Regions from separate parts of the Capra hircus genome. Here region 2 is linked to region 1. A link is a contact called in public Hi-C data. All regions are on one chromosome and are shown on one strand. The core of a region is the stretch at or near the end of the contact, and the rest is flanking DNA. Distances in the headings are between cores, read along the strand shown. Region 1 has its middle 190 kb from the start of JMJD1C. Region 2 overlaps JMJD1C (probable JmjC domain-containing histone demethylation protein 2C).

Region 1 (2,527 bases), core at 11-2,510:
AACATTCACTAAGTGGCTAGATTAACTTTTGCTATTTTCATTATATAAGAAATACAAATTTGAATTTGAAGAATGTATTTGAAATACATTCAATTATTCATCTACTATGCAAGTAACATATGAACAAAGTAATTTATTGGGAAAGAAGACAAAATGATTTTTCTTGAAATGCCTTAACCTTACTAAGTAAAATAACTGAAGAGGCACCTAAATATAAAGGCATTTCCTTATTCATGGATAGATAATAATTCTCTTTTCAGTTTTTTTCTTTGATCTTAGTAAACTATTAACATAAGGACTTCATTTTTTTCTCATCTAGAGTTTGTGCCATTTTCTTACCTTGTATTTAAGCTTTTTATCTTTATGTCTAATGTATACAGTAGGTCTCTTGGATTTGATCCATTAATTTATAGCTTCTGACATAATTTACAAATATATTTTGTAGTCTGAAGCTTTCACTTTTAGTATAAATTAAAGGACACAAGTAAATAGGATTTCTTTCTATAAGCAGAGTAACGTGAAATATTTACCAAATGAGATGGCGCAAGTGTGATCGGAATGAACTCTGCCATGATTAGGAGAAACACCAGCTGTAAACAACTGTCCCAGACTTACTGGTTCTTTTTAACAACAAGTTGCAACTGTGTAATTATTATTGCTAGGATAATTATAGTATAGGGAAGCACTGTAACATTTGGCGGCTGTGCTAGTCTGGATAACTAACCACTAGCTGCCACAATAGACCAACTGTGAAGTCTCAGGGGCTTTACACAACGAAAAATGTCTTTCTTGTAAACACGAAGTGATGTAGTCAGCAGGGATTTCCTTCCACCCGGAGGCCCCAGGCCCATCATCTTGTGGTGCTGCTATACTAACATGTGGCTTCCAAAGTCACTGCACAAGGGATGGAAACACGGGAGGGATCCTCCTGGGTCTCACCGATTAACCTTGACCTAGAGGTGTTACCTGATACTTCCGCTCACCTTTCACTGGCCAGAACTAGACACATGGCTCCAACCTAACTATAAGGAAGGGTAGAAAATGTAGGGAAGCACATCAGTTGTTTTGTGAATCTGCAGCCCAAGTACTGATGGTGATTCCTATTTCATATCACACATCTATTTACCTGATGGTGCCTTGAGACCTTTGCTGCTGGCTCATAACCTGACTGTGAGTTGTTTGCTTCTCTAACTAGCTCTATCATACTCTCTCCAGTCTATTTATGGCTCAGATACACAAAAGGAATCATCTGACTGGCTTATTTATCATCATTGTCTATGGGGCCAGAGCCTTTGTTTAAAATCATATGAAACGCACTGGCCAGTCTACAGATGACTACTCTTGATTATGTGCCAACACCTGTTTTATCCATCTGTGGAAAGGAGTTTGGAAATAAATTGCATAGGATTTTGGAGGCAAAATGAATAAATAAATTTGGTACAATTATTTTAAATAGTGAAAATTTAAAAACATGTATAACAATGTTTTCATTGTTATTGTTATAATACCACAATAATTGCAAAATCAAAAGTTCTCAAGCTTTTGTAAAAAACTACATCTTTACGTTTTCCAAGCATATTCAAGTAGCTGTTATTTCAATCCATAAACTAAAGTGTATAGAAAACTAACTTTGTTTTTTTCAATAGCTGAATTTAATTTCTGTTTCATGTCTCTATTCCGTCAAGTGGGAACAACTAAATTTTGTTAAATTTCAGGCCTCCCTTACCTGCCGAGGGTTGCATCTAAGATTCAAGGGGTTTATGTAGCATCATGGCATTGGAAGGTGCATAAGCTTGCCCTCTGTATAAATCCCCCCTGCTTTCATGAGATACTAACCATGTAAGAGACCACCACTTATCTTATCTACAGAATTGATGCTTTTGAACTGTGCTGTTGGAGAAGATTCTTGAGGGTCCCTTGGACTGCAAGGAGATCCAACCAGTCCATCCTAAAGGAAATCAGTCTTGAATATTCATTGAAAAGACTGATGCTAAAGCTGAAACTCCATTACTTTGGCCACCTGATGTGAAGAACTGACTCTTTGAAAAGACCCTGATGCTGGGAAAGATTGAGGGCAGGAGGAGAAGGGGACGAGAGAGGATGAGATGGTTGGATGTCATCACTGCTCGATGGACATGAGTTTGAGTAAGCTCCGGGAGTTGGTGATGGACCGGGAGGCCTGGTGTGCTACAGTCCATGGGGTGGCAAAGAGTTGGACACAGCTGATAACTGTACTGAATGGAACCTGGCTCATGTAGGTCTCTGTGTGCTGCTGACATGCTAATGTTTCCTCACCCACTACATCAGGAGAAGCTCTGTTTCTCGGCTTATCTTACATTTATGCGTCATTCTACTGCCACAACACCACTTTGTGGCTTTGGGAACTCAGCGGGACTCTGAGGGGACCATGAACTAAGACATAGCGTGCAGATTTTCCACCTACTTCTATACATACTGAACACAGGAATGTGTAGAGTCCTATGGCTCTCAGATTTCGTCTGCAGAAGGGGCAGGATCTTCTGCTCTA
Region 2 (2,527 bases), core at 16-2,515, 460 kb before region 1:
ATTGAAAATATTAGACTGGGTCTTCTATTTATACTGCATATAACTAAACAACCAAAAGCAAATGAGAAATTGCCCAGTTCAAAAAACAAAAAAATTAACGCATAACTCAAAACAGTTACCTTGCATAAAAATCTCCTGAACCTTTTGTTCCTTTACCCAGACTTTCACTTCTTCCTGAAGTTGCGGGTTGTCCCTGAGAACTGGGTTTAGGCTGTCTATGTCGTCCTAGAATTATAGATTAAGAGAAAGGTCCATGTTACGCTGTCCTAACATTAATGTTACCAACCTTCCCTCCTATGTGTTCTAAGGGCTGAAGAAAATTCCTTTTTCTAAATGTATGCAAAAATGAAAATTCGTAAGTTATAGTTCATTAGCAATAACATAACAACAGAGCCTAATAAATAAATCCATGGTAAGATTTGATCTTTGACAAGAATGTCTTACGGCAAAATTTGAAATTTACTAATGTGTTCTCTACTGTCAGCCTTATATAAATCACCTTTTTAAGGGTTTCACTGTTAGAAGCAATATACAAACCAAATAGCTTCCAGTCATCTAAGGTTGGTAGCAAACAAATCAAGTTGAATATTTTGGGAAGCAATACATACATACATAGATGAGTTGTCCTCTCCCCACTATACCTAAAACATTAGTTTTAAACAAGTCATTATTTGACAAGCCACTGTCTTGATTGAAACACCATCAAATTCAGTTCTACTCAAACTCATCTGACCAGTAACTTCACTGATAAAAGTTTTATTTTTTCAAGCCTAAAACATTAGTTTTAAACAAGTCATTATTTGACAAGACAAGTCACTGTCTTGATTTAAACACCATCAAATCTAGATCTACTCAAACTCATCTGACCAGTAACTGCACTGATAAAAGTTTTATTTTTTCAAGCCAGTGTCAAAGCATCCAGGCCATTTAAATTACGTTACTGATGATATTATCCTCATAACAGGGTGGATCTAGACCCAGAAACGACCGGCTCTCTCCTTGGAGATGCGAATCACACAGTCACATGGTTTCCCACAATCTGCTGGTGCCCCGATGGACTCTGACATCCTGTTCTCTCTCAAAGCACCTCTGCTGCTCCTGCATTTGAGGTCAGCGGCAGGAGCCCTAGAGGAGAGCTGGGAAGAACAGCAGAGCAGCACTGTCACTTTGGCGGCCCTTTCCAAGGTGGACCAGCAGATCATGGAGACCAGGGGCCAGAGCGGCCCTTTCCAAGGTGGGCCAGCAGATCGCGGAAACCAGAGCGGCCCTTTCCAAGGTGGACCAGCTGATCGCGGAGACCAGAGCGGCCCTTTCCAAGGTGGGCCAGCAGATCATGGAGACCAGCGGCCAGAGCGGCCCTTTCCAAGGTGGGCCAGCAGATCGCGGAAACCAGAGCGGCCCTTTCCAAGGTGGACCAGCAGATTGCGGAGACCAGTGACCAGAAAGGTGCTTCAAGAAGAAAATTCTACCTGGTGAATAAAAATAATCTGGCAATTTGGAAAAGCCAAAAAGGGCTGAAAAGTACAAAGAATCCCTAATCAAGCAGGTCATACTTCATGCTTTAAAGTTTATCCAAGTAAAGCACTTTTCTTCTCACTTCATCACTGCTTTAAGGGACCACTCTGCATTTCTCGAATAATACTGTGGTAAAGACTGATATTTTGTTCATACCTAGTGAACACCAATGGCACCCCACTCCAGTACTCTTGCCTAGAAAATCCCACGGGTGGAGGAGCCTGGTAGGCTGCAGTCCATGGGGTCACAAAGAGTCAGACACGACTGAGCGACTTCACTTTCACTTTTCACTTTCACGAATTGGAGAAGGCAATGGCAACCCACTCCAGCGTTCTTGCCTGGAGAATCCCAGGGATGGAGGAGCCTGGTGGGCTGCCGTCTCTGGGGTCGCACAGAGTCGGACACGACTGAAGCGACTTGGCAGCAGTGAACACCAACAAACAAAACTATAAGACTTTTACACTTATCACCTCTGCTCTCCTGGGAAAATATACAAAAGTGCTGCTTCACAGCAGACGCAAATACTGGAGTGGAAAGATGTTACACAAAAAAGTAGGTAAAATCTGTGATGGGGGCGATGGGGGAAACCCAGCCCATGACCTGTCTTCCTTTTTGTAAAGAAACTTCCTAACACTCCCTTTTCTCCATTCCACTTTAATAATACACTGCACATTGAGTGAATCTCATTACTTGAGTAGCAGAAACTATCACGGGGAGTTTAGACTCTAACCCTCTTAATGCACAGGAGGTGACAGTGAAGTCCATGACAGACAAAACACAGGAAACTTTCTGTTTCCCAAGAAAAACAATTACCACTTCCAGACAGTTCCGACAGATACCAGGTTATTTCTCACTTTATCTTCCATACACAGATCCAAACTTAACTCCCTGGAGTCAAACACAAGCCTATTCATTTTCCTACATGATGGTCCTTCAAACGTTTGAGTTACAGTTTTATGTTTCCACAGCTTGAGTCTTCTCTAGTTTCAACGCCTATCTTTATCATAATCGT

What was found. Hi-C and Micro-C count contacts between places; a contact is called where the count stands out from the background.
Region 2: a contact with region 1 is called in a Hi-C map of liver, with 4 times the contacts expected there. The contact joins two enhancer-like sites. A contact is called at or near these places in 2 of 5 Hi-C or Micro-C datasets (blood and liver).

What each region holds. Positions count from the first base shown.
Region 1 is chr28:25,774,079-25,776,605 of ARS1.2, reverse strand. No RefSeq gene overlaps it. Among named protein-coding and RNA genes, the nearest start is that of JMJD1C, 190 kb to the left of the region's middle. Within about 2 kb of position 1,260, at least 1 of the 5 cell types and tissues checked has an H3K27ac peak or open chromatin away from gene starts, as enhancers often do.
Region 2 is chr28:26,231,584-26,234,110 of ARS1.2, reverse strand. It overlaps JMJD1C (probable JmjC domain-containing histone demethylation protein 2C), which reads right to left. Exons shown (of 26, transcript XM_018042212.1): 4 at 120-225. The coding sequence starts at 126. Among named protein-coding and RNA genes, the nearest start is that of NRBF2, 92 kb to the left of the region's middle. Within about 2 kb of position 1,265, at least 1 of the 5 cell types and tissues checked has an H3K27ac peak or open chromatin away from gene starts, as enhancers often do.